Regions from separate parts of the Mus musculus genome. Here all the other regions are linked to region 4. A link is a contact called in public ChIA-PET and HiChIP or PLAC-seq data. All regions are on one chromosome and are shown on one strand. The core of a region is the stretch at or near the end of the contact, and the rest is flanking DNA. Distances in the headings are between cores, read along the strand shown.

Region 1 (2,700 bases), core at 6-2,505, 370 kb after region 4:
TGACCCACACTTTATACTGGGCGTCAAGGGATATGCTGCTACTTTCTCTTCTTACTGAATTTTATTTTCCCCTCCTTCAGTTTTCTTGTAACAATGGGTATATTCAGAAGTCTCCTTGATCTAAGCTCTAGTACATTATCTAGCTGTACTGTCTTAGTATTGACAGGTATATGGTGGTCAGGTGTTCTCATTTCCCCCCATTCAGTTCTCTATAGAGACTTGCAGAGGGTCTTTAGATGTGAATTTGATCATGCCTTAACCCTCTTCCGATCCACACAGAGAACTATGGCATTCCTTGCACCTTCAGTATTCTTGTCTAACCCCGACTTCTAATTTGAGCTGCATCCAGGCTCTCTACCTCACTTCCAGGAAGCATTTGTTCTCTTCCTGGGACCTTGTTACTTTCTGTGTTGTCCAAAACTCCCCTTCCAGACCTTAACTCTTATCACAGTCATGTACCACAGAATGAAGTTTTAGTTAACAGTGGACCACATGTTACCATAGATACTATTACCTAGTGACATTATAGTTATCTTAATTTCTCTAAGAACACAGTATAATATTCATGTAGTGCTAACATCAAAAGTGTAGTTTTTAGAAATACTGCGCCCCATAAATTATTTGTAACATTTATTAACTCAGCCAAGACCACCCAGACCATCTGTCTTTCTTGCAGGGACATCTGCTTGAAGCACCCAACTAATGTATAATGTCATTGGCTTCTGCTCCTCTCCTAGCCTGTGAGGGCAAGAGCCATAATTGCATTTGTTCTTTATAGAGTCATTTTGCTTGGCACTGATGGCTTGCCATAAGTGAGCATCGTGCTAGATGGCAGACTAAAAGTCATATCAGTTTGGGCTAGAGCATACCCCCTCCTCCTTTGCACTGATCTAGTTTCAAGTGATCTGGCATAAACTGGTTAATTGTAAACAGTTTACTGAACTCCATTATGGTTTTATGGAGAACATAAACAACAATATGTAAGAAATCACAAATGATGACACAGAGTATCTCAAAGTAACTGTCAAAAAATTGGATGATACTTTATATTATATTACAAGGACTTTGAAAGTCATCTCTCATAATAACATTCTAGTTAAAAGAATACTCCAACAGGCATCATCATACCTAATTTCAAGTTATAATAGAGCCCTAGTTATAAAAACAACAGGGTACTGACACCAACACCTAGATCAATAGATTAGAATAGAGGATGCAGATACAAGCCCACAAAACCACAGTCACCTAGTTCTTGACAAAGATGCTAAACACACATGTAAAAGAGACAACTTCTTTAACAAGTGGTGCTGGAAAACCGGGTATCTACATGTAGAAGAATGAAACTAGATTTTAGTCTCACACTCTATGTGAAAAGCAACAAATGCATCAAAGACCTGAATGCAAGACCTGAAACTCAGGATTGGAAAGTAGAAAACACAGTGTAAGCCAGGGCTTCCAGATAGAACTGTGCTTCTTGGGAAATCAGGGAAACATTTCACAAATGGGATTTCATGAAATTAAAAACTTTCAGCAGAGCCAAGGAAACAACTGGATGAATACACAGCATATGGACTAGGAGGAAAGCCTTTGCTAGCCATATATCTTGAAGAGTAATGATACAAGGGAAATTGGAGTATCCTTTCAGCTCCTTAGTCTCATTATAAAGGAGTTTAAGAATGGACTCAAAAGGAAGTACAGGGCAATTTTATTAGCACTTAAAAGAAAACTCACAGGACAGGCAAGATGTAAAACTACAGCTGCTGCTCAGGGGAGAATGCAGGAGGGAAGGGAAAATCCACACCTCTGAAGTTGTCCTAGAAGCCAGACATGTTGGCCAACAAGCAGCCACAGGGTGTAGAGGAAGACTACAGAGAAAGAGAAATAAGGGGAAACTCTCCCCTAAACCAGGACCCTGAACAAGAGCAAGGTTCCAGATATATTGCCTGTGGAATGTTGGAAAGCCCCTAACCTGGGATACACATCCTGGAGCACAAATGTTGTAAAATCACACAATTGTCTTCTCTCCCACCCTGTAGTTTTGAAAAGAAGTTTAACAAGAAAACTTGGTTTTGGGTCTGGAAAAGCCATGCCCTCTGGGTTTCTGGTTATTAGTTACAAAAACCGAGCACTGAGTCTGTACCACATTCTCCTGCACCCTCAGACGCTATGTGGTAGGGTCTTAGGGACAGGGTCTTAGGGACTGTATAATCCTCTCTGTAGAAGTGGGGCTGAGTTCTTATTCTTACTTTGCCCTTTAACTTCTTATATTATTTTTCTTGCATGTTAAAGAAGCCCAAAAATATTGGGGTAAGGGAAACCAGGACTATTAAGAAAAACATGCCTAGAAAAGATAGCAAAAACCCTGCATGGCTGCAGTACATAATCTTCAGCAGTAGGGAGGGAACATTCTGGGAAAGAGTATAGTATCTCACTAGAGAACTAAGTATTCTAAGTTTTGGCAAAAGGTCAGCCCATCTTCCCAGGGCTGGTCCCTTAGCCAAAGTTATTGAATCAGCTTGAGTGGAGTGTTTGCTCTCCACCTAAGCCAGCGATTCCATTCTTTTTTTGTTTTGTTTTGTTTTTGTTTTTTCGAGACAGGGTTTCTCTGTGTAGCCCTGGCTGTCCTGGAACTCACTTTGTAGACCAGGCTAGCCTCGAACTCAGAAATTCACCTGCCTCTGCCTCCTGAGTGCTGGGATT
Region 2 (2,700 bases), core at 154-2,653, 350 kb after region 4:
TAGACCAAGTGTCCTAATGTACTCCATCTATAAGCCCCACCTCCTACTACCTACCAATAGTCCCAAAGTCTTGAGATCAAGCCTTTAACACAGGGCTTCTAGAGGCAGTGGTTCAGTTCTCCAACCCACAAAAATGCAGAAGCCATGCTACTCTGAACACAGCTGAGCACATTTCACTTGACTGTAGCTTAGAACCATAACTAAATTCCTGCAAGCCAAGAGGATGCACAGGGATTGTAAGAAGCATGGAGATTAATTTTAGAGTAATGATGATGATGACGACGATGACATGAAGACAACGATGATGGCAGCGGCGATGTGTGTGTGTGTGAGTGTGTGTGTGTGTGTGTGTGTGTGTGTGTGTGTATGATTAGATTTGGGGTGCTAATCCATACCAGAAATCTCAGCATTCAGAAAACAAAGGCAAGAGGATCACCCATGAGTTCAAGGACAGCTTGGTCTACATTGTCTTGAAAAAACAAAACAAAATTTGTGAGAGAATTTTAAAAAAATTTCCTGTAGGTTATAAATGCATAAGGAGGTTAAGAATGATAAAATTAACATTTATTAAATGATAACTTGAAATATTAGCAACATAATAAAACAAAAACTTTCCAGGGTGAGTTCATACAGAACTTTGCCTCCCTTAGGAATAGACACACCTGTGCTTGTTTGAATGAAAATGGTCCCGACTGGCTCATAGTAAATGGCATTACTTGAAAGGATTGGGACAATTGGCCTTGTTGCAGTACGTTGTGACATTGATGGAAGAAGTGTGTCACTGGGCATAAGCTTTGAGGTTTCAAAAGTTCAGACTTTTCCTGCTGCCTGTGGATCCAGGTGTAGAATTCTCAGTTAACTGGCCAGCACCATGTCTGCCTGCATGCCACCATGCTTCCTGCCATGACAATGGTGGACATAACCTTTAGACTGAAAGCCAGCCCCAATGAAATGTTTTTCATCATAAGAATTTTTGTGGTCATGGTGCCTCTTCATAGCAATAGAAATCCTAATGAAGACAACATCTTTCTTGAATCCTGAGCATGTTGTTGTCATTCATAATCTTGTTTGGAGCATTCTTGCAATCCATTCTTTGTTCCTTAGCACACAGAAAGGCAATGTTTTACCTGAGTGTGGTCTCCTGATGACTTTCCTCCCAAGGGAATTTCTGAATAACCAACTAGGCACATTTTCAACTCCAGAATACGTTAAGTGAACATCGCTGGCTCCGTGTGCTCACACTCTTCAGTGTGACTCACTTGCTACCAGGACACTCTGTGAGGAACACAGTCTTTCTAGCTTGGAGGAAGTCATTGACTTTTATTTCCTTAATGTCACCTCAGGTCTCTGCTGTGTTATTGTTAGTGAACTGAACAAGGGTTTCTCAGAGAGAATTAGCTGTACAGTCATCTCCCAAACCGTATAACTGTCAAATCACATCCTGTCTAGGGTTGCCTATTGCCTAACAATAGAAAAAGTTCTATTAACTCCACTTTGATTTCACTTTCCAAGTAGAACCTCAGATACTTGCTCAGAGATTACGGCCAGCTGGGCCCTTTGTCTTCACACTTATCTCATTTGTTGCAACTCATCAGGGCTGGAGTCATACTTCTGGTTTACAACCACCAACTGAACATAGCTTTTTCTACAGAATCTCTTTGTAAAAATTATGAGTATTTCCCTCTAAACAGTGAAAAATTTTGTCAGCCTCCAATGGTTTATTTGGTTCCCTGTTTATTTACGAGGAGACATTTCTAAACCAGTTTTGGGAGGTGAAGATTTTATCGATGTTTTGGGCAAATCCTTGATATATATTGAAATATGTGCACAAGTTCATTTAAGATAAAAATATATAAAACATAAAATCTCCCCTCATCCTGGTTACTCCCCCTAGTATAATAGGGAATACGGCAGGCTTTAGTATGTTTCTTTACTTTTGACTTTCATTTTGATTTTTACTTGATATACAGTAATCACACATGCACTGTGGTGGTGGTGTACACAAGTGTATCGTGGAACAGTCAGGTCACCATAACTGGCATTTCTGTCACCTCGAATACCTGCCACTTCCCCACGTGGTAACACTGAAGTGCTTCCAATGAGCTGTTCTGAAACATTCCTTTGACTGTGGCTGACTGCAAGTATCCTGTGTGCTATTGAATGTGGAAAGCTATTGTCCATTACTCACCCTCTCTCTGTTCCATCATTGCTTTTCTTTATTTTTTTTTAAAAACATGTAAGAGTATCTGATACCCTGTAATTGGAGTTACACTTACAGCTGTGGGCATCCATGTCTGATGCTGGGAACCCCTTGGGATTTAAATGAGAATGACCCCATAGACTCACAGGTTTGAATGCTTAGTCATGGGGGTGGGACTGTTGAAAAGATTAGAAGGTATGGCCTTGTGGGAGAAAGTGTGTTACTTGGGGTGGGCTTTGAGGTTCTTTAGAACCTAAGTGGGTCACTGTCTCTTTCTGTTGCCTGTGGATCCAGATTCTCTCTGCTCCTTCTCCACACCATGTCTGCCTGTGTGCCATCATGCTTCCTACCAGGGAGATAATGGAATAATCCTCCAAAAATGTAAGCAATCCCTAATAAATGTTTCCCATTATAATGTTTTGCTTATGGCGTCTCTTCACAGCAATCGACCATTGACTATGATAGAACCAAACCCTGTTCCTCTGCAAAGGCAACAAGTG
Region 3 (2,700 bases), core at 181-2,680, 410 kb before region 4:
GATAACACATCCCATATACTATTTAGTTAACATTTCCAACAGTACACTAGCTATTTAACGCAATCCCAAAGAGATTTTATACTGTTCTATTTTAGCATGCTCAAAAGACATAAAAAAAATTGACGTAAAATTGTCTTTAGAGGATTCTTCTAAAGCTGATAAAGTCTTATTAAAATTATACTTTCTATTTTTAAGGCTAACGCAATTATAGCACATTCAACTCTGATTCTTCCAACAAAAAGCCTCCGCATCAAAATGGGGAAAACGTCCTTTTCATTTTCTCAACTGAAAAGGGGGAGGGGAGAAGAGGAGGAGGCCAACTGCTTACAGGTTTGCATTGAAAATTAACACAGCAGTTTCTGAGGAATCAGTAACTCACGTTCAACTACTGAATCCTACCAGAAGCAGCACACGAATAAAACCAGAGCGCAATCCTTGGGCTTGAGGTGCCGCTTCATCCGTCTTCCTTCCAATCCACCCCCAATACCCCAACCCACTAAGCACACATCTAAATATGTCTTCCCCACCAGAGCGCCCCTTTGGAGGAAAAGGCCTGCCTTTCGCAGCCTGAAGCCACGGCTGGCTCTCCGATCTCTGCTTAGATGAGGCCCCCGATCTCGACGCCCTGCACGTCCGCCCCACCCCGGGCCCACTCGGGTACCCGTGGGTGACAAAACCCTCCCTCCTGCGTCCAGCCAGCACTGACAGTTAAGGCTGCAGCAGCCGCAGCCACCAGGGCCTAGTCCTGGCACCGGCCCCTCCAGACCACGCGCCCCAAGCACTCGCTCACGGAGGCGGGTGAGGGCCCGGCGCCTACCCTGTCAGCGCGGGCCGGAGGGTGACGAGGGGACCGGCGGTACAGACCAGAGGGAGCGCGCCGGGCAGGCCGCAGCCGCAGCAGCACTGACCTGTCCTCGCCCCCGCGCGTGGGCTGCGGCCCTCGCAGCTGCGGCCGCCTCACTGGTCCTTGTCGCCCTCGTCCACCGCCGCCGCCCGCCACCGCCTCGTTCCCTTTCGCTGGCGCCACCGCCGGGTCTCATGCGGGACCCGCGCTTCTCCTCAGGAAACCGAGGCCGAGAGGCCAGGCGCCTGGGCAACCTTGAAGTCGGCGCTGAAGCGCTGCTGTCGCGATCTGTCCACAGTGGGGGGCGAGGGCGGCGAGCAACTCCGAAGAGAAGCAGAAGGAGGCGCCACCGTCAGCGACAGGTCGACGGAAGAGAAGCGTAACGAGGCGGTGAACAGCTGCGTGGCCCGGTGCGCGAGCGAGAGAGCGAGCGCAGGAGGGGCGACGAGGTGCTGGCAAAGACGAAAGGCCCTGTCGTCTCCTGGAGTCACCCAAAGAGGAGCGCCACCATCTTGGGAGAAATACGGATCTCGCGAACGCAGCACTGGACGAGAGGACTAGGTGGGCGGACCGAGTATCCCGACAGGCAGCGCGCGCCAACCCTGCCGGGCGAGGGCTCGGAGTCCGGAGGCGGGATGCGAGGCGGGGTTGCGCGTGCGTGGGATGGCGACGGGCTCTGCCCCGCCCCGATCGCAGCTCTGTGGGGCCCTCCTCTAGCTCGCCTTCGCCTGCGGCGCAGGGGCCTTTGGGAAGGGGAGATGGCCTTGGGCTGGGTGGAAGCTGGCCAGCATCGTCGCCATCTTGAGACTGGGCTGAGAGAGGCTTGGTGTTTTTAGCCTCTGCTCCTTTTACTCAATCTATAGACCAGTGTGCTTCGGTGTACTCGCGAGAGCGGACAGGTCTACCCAGCCTAGCAAAGCCCAGGAGTCAGAGGGACGAATAGGCCAAGAGGGTGTAGCCTACTGGCGGCACGAGGAGGCATAGAAGCGTTTTGTTGCTAGAGCTGACCCTTACGACTTTTCATCCGAACTGTCCGAGTAAAGGATTCAGGCGTTGAGATTGGGCAACCTTTCAGCAAACAAGGCCATCAGCCTCTGCCAGAACATGATATGTCACTGGCTTACCAGACTAGTAGGTAAAAGCCCAGCCCCTCCTGTGTTGTCTTCCAGTAGATGTCAACTGAGAAGAAACCGCCTTGCTTGATCACACGTGGATAGAGACTAATTTTGATTTACAGAACACCCGAACCCTGTTAGAGCCATGTGACTTGTTGGTACCGGAGTGAGGGTTTAACTTAGGTTTGTTGTTAATGATTTTGACACTAAATTATTATAAAGACTAGCTGACATGTTATTTCCTGGCTTGCAACTTAGTAAGCCTTAATCATCTAGTGCTCAAAATGTAACAATCACATGTATTAATGTGCTTTTCTGTTTATTACAGCTCCTATAATGTGTGTGTATGTGTGTGTATATATATATACACATCATATATATATGAAAGATCTCCCCACTATAAAAAATATTTTTATTATTGGTTTTTCAAGACAGATTTCTCTGTGAAGCCCTGGCTGTCCTGGAACCCACTCTGTAGACCAGGCTGGCTTTGAATTCAGAGATTCGCTTTCTGAATGCTGGGATTAAAGGCTTGCAATTTTTTAAAATTAAAAAATAATAGGCGTGTGTGTGTGTAAACTATTACAGGATAAATAATAAGTGCAACTGTTATATCAGATTTTAAGATACTTTAAATTTTTTCTATTCTTTTTTTTTCTCCATCCATTAAAGATCCTCATTTGGAATACCATTGTATTATATGAAAGGGGCCAGTAATAAATGTAACCCTTTAAAGAGTTA
Region 4 (2,700 bases), core at 189-2,688:
TTATAATGGCTCACTTTTCAAGGGGGCCTGTGGCTTGTTCCTTGGGGCTTTCATTTTCCTTTCTTCCCAAACAACTACCCTAGGATAGATCTCTGAGCCCATGTCCTCTTGTTTTCCCATTTTCTTTGTGTTTTCTTTTCTCCTCCTTTATTTGGGGGTCGGGGGAGACAAGGTTTAACTATGTGGCCCAGTCTAGCCTTGAATTCATGATCCTCCCATTTTTACTTTCTATTTGAAAAAGAACAGTGAAAAATTATCAACAGCTCCCATTAGAGGAAGGCACACACAAGTGCAAGGCCAAGATACAGATGTTATGAAGCAGAGAGCCTGAATAGCCTGCTCAGCAGTGCTGTGGGTTAGGTAGGTCTTTCTACTTTCACTGGATCAGGTTGTCAGTGGCTGGGCTGCATTTACATGGGGAGCATGGCAGTCTGATGACAGATATAAAACACTGTGGTCCAGATCTTAAGTGTCTCCCAGAGGCCCCTAAGTTAAAGCTCTTTTCCCAGATCGCAGAGCTATTTGGAGTAGTGGTAGTCAAAACAGGTGGGCCTAGTGAAGGGAAGTCAGTGAGGGCATGTCATTAAACAGAATACTGGAAACCCAATTCCCTCTGCCTCTCCGAGAACCATGGGGTAAGCATCTTTATTCCCATCATGATGTGCTGCCTCACCATAAACCCAAACCTCTAACAGTCAGCCAAAATAAAAACCGTTTCCTTTATAACTTATTTATTTCACTTATTATAGTATAGTGATACAAACCCAACATATAATGTATTTTCAGACTCACTGTGTAATCTGGCATAGATCATATCACCCTCTCTACTTCAGTTTCCCTGTCCATGATATGGCCATACCACTGAGACCTACATGGGGCTGGAGGTGGGGGATGTTGAGAAGTAAAGGATCTGATACCTTAAAACACTCATTAGATCTCTGGAATACTGTAGCTCTTGTCAGAGGCATACTCTTCCTAGCTTAATGTCTTCATTTCCTTCTTTGAGGCTCACACTCAAAGTCCTCTTAACATTTACAGAAATGAGATATGAAAACACTTGATCAGAGTATGAGCAATACATCCAACTTGTTCAAACACATGAATCTTGGCTTAAGGTGCAGGGGACCAGTCTCCAAAAGAGATGTGATAGAGTGGATGAATGTTCCACTGAGCCCAGTGAGGGTTCTGAGCTACAGCTCTTCATGGCTCTTGAAAGAGTTGCTTTATGTCTCCAGCTCTTGGCAGAGCTACTTTACCTGTCTCTGGGCTTTAGTATCTAGCCTAGAAAATTGCTTCTGAGGATCAGAAGAAATGCTAGTCCATGTGGGTGGAAGCGATGACTAAATCCCCCAAGTTACTGTTTTAATCTATGACTTAAGTTTCCTAATATGCAACCTTCCCCCCTTCACACAAACCACTGACAGTCTTGGGCTTTTCATTGATTTTTCCCCCCTGCCTTCCGCCCACAGCTCACTCTTGCTCACCCGCCGTGGGCTCAGCCTTATGAGTCATAGTAAAGCAAATGGAGTCAAAGGGAACAGGAAGAAAAATACTCAGATAATTAAGAGCCCCCTCTCATCGTACCAAAGAGCTTTATTCCCAAAGCTCGGTTACTATGGAAACTGTTCTTCTCTGCTCTTTATTGGAAAGGCCATTTTATTCTTAAAATTAATGACTCTCTCCTGTGAGGACTGATTACCCTTGAACTCCTCATGTGGATAAATGCTCTTAACAAAGCCCTGCATCTTACATGAAGGAAAACAGGCTAATTCTCCTCCCTGTGTTCTCCAACAAAGGCAGGCTTAACAAGGTGAGCAGAAGGAGAGTGTACACATGTCAGGCTGCCACTTTGGCCTCGATTTACCTCCAAAACTTTGGAAAGCTTACAGTATGTTATTCTCACTACCTTCTCAAGTTGGCAAACCTGAATTGGGAATGACAGAGATAAGCTAGCTTAATTCCTAGTTTTGTTTTGGGGAGATTAAAAGAAACTATAACCCAAAGGTGTCAAACAGACATGGTCTACAACTTATGAGGCCTCAATTTAGTTTTTTTTTTTTCAAGTTTTTGATGTAGGGTGAAAGCAATATGCATTCACCCAAATTTTGAATTTTGATTGGTTCTTTGCCTGGGCTTTATTCTCTCATAAAATGATGGATAGTGGTTTTGAGCCAAAGCTCCCAGCTGTCTGCAAGGTAACAATGTTGCAGGGTTCTGTGCCACAAAGCTATGATAGTAGTTGATCTAGGTGGACTGAATGTGTTTTCCATTTGTGATATTTTCAACTTGTAATGGGTTGTTATCAAGACAACAAAACCCTACTATCGGTTTAGAAGCAATGTGCTTAAGTTGCCACTAAAAAGACTGAAGTAAATGAGGCTGCATTCCATTCTGGCCTACTCTACAGAGGCCATTCACTTCTGCAGAGGGAATTGGGAAACTCTAGGCTCTGGGTATCTGAGGATGCACCGTGCTGGCAATTCAATACTGGCTTACAATGAATGGACACATAAACTCACAAGGTCAGAAACAGCACAACTTTTTTTTTTGGGGATGTGGTCCCAGGCAGAGTTTAATCTGATTTAATTTCTAAATCTACTCAATTAGCCATATCTTGATTGGTTCTGAGCATCTTGTATTCATTTGTTAGAAGACATTTTGGTAATCAGGCCAGTGGGTGGGAGAGGTTAGGAAAGAAAA

The links. HiChIP or PLAC-seq counts read pairs in DNA pulled down with a chosen protein or histone mark. ChIA-PET counts read pairs in DNA pulled down with a chosen protein or histone mark.
Region 1: a CTCF HiChIP or PLAC-seq map of CD8 T cells shows a contact between it and region 4, with 7 read pairs. The contact joins two enhancer-like sites. A contact is called at or near these places in 1 of 15 datasets of contacts at CTCF or cohesin (CD8 T cells), 1 of 484 Hi-C or Micro-C datasets (natural killer cells) and 4 of 115 datasets of contacts at active chromatin or transcription factors (CD8 T cells, effector CD8 T cells, memory CD8 T cells and 1 more).
Region 2: a BATF HiChIP or PLAC-seq map of CD8 T cells shows a contact between it and region 4, with 14 read pairs. The contact joins two enhancer-like sites. A contact is called at or near these places in 3 of 115 datasets of contacts at active chromatin or transcription factors (CD8 T cells, effector CD8 T cells and memory CD8 T cells).
Region 3: an RNA polymerase II ChIA-PET map of effector CD8 T cells shows a contact between it and region 4, with 16 read pairs. The contact joins the promoter of Ube3a here to the enhancer-like site in region 4. A contact is called at or near these places in 2 of 39 promoter capture datasets (3T3-L1-derived adipocytes and pre-B cells), 1 of 484 Hi-C or Micro-C datasets (CD8 T cells), 10 of 115 datasets of contacts at active chromatin or transcription factors (CD8 T cells, bone marrow-derived dendritic cells, bone marrow-derived macrophages and 7 more) and 2 of 9 other capture datasets (adipose tissue and liver).

The regions. Positions count from the first base shown.
Region 1 is chr7:58,450,731-58,453,430 of GRCm38.p6, reverse strand. No RefSeq gene overlaps it. Among named protein-coding and RNA genes, the nearest start is that of n-TEttc7, 53 kb to the right of the region's middle. Within about 2 kb of position 1,255, at least 21 of the 459 cell types and tissues checked have an H3K27ac peak or open chromatin away from gene starts, as enhancers often do. A contact at or near this core is called in CD8 T cells, effector CD8 T cells, memory CD8 T cells and 1 more, where this site is marked.
Region 2 is chr7:58,474,109-58,476,808 of GRCm38.p6, reverse strand. No RefSeq gene overlaps it. Among named protein-coding and RNA genes, the nearest start is that of n-TEttc7, 76 kb to the right of the region's middle. Within about 2 kb of position 1,403, at least 24 of the 459 cell types and tissues checked have an H3K27ac peak or open chromatin away from gene starts, as enhancers often do. A contact at or near this core is called in CD8 T cells, effector CD8 T cells and memory CD8 T cells, where this site is marked.
Region 3 is chr7:59,227,480-59,230,179 of GRCm38.p6, reverse strand. It overlaps Ube3a (ubiquitin protein ligase E3A), which reads right to left and starts at 1,430. Exons shown (of 11, transcript NM_001033962.2): 1 at 909-1,430.
Region 4 is chr7:58,821,254-58,823,953 of GRCm38.p6, reverse strand. The region is part of intron 16 of Atp10a (ATPase, class V, type 10A); the gene reads right to left. Among named protein-coding and RNA genes, the nearest start is that of Gm39019, 92 kb to the right of the region's middle. Within about 2 kb of position 1,438, at least 83 of the 459 cell types and tissues checked have an H3K27ac peak or open chromatin away from gene starts, as enhancers often do. A contact at or near this core is called in CD8 T cells, effector CD8 T cells, memory CD8 T cells and 2 more, where this site is marked.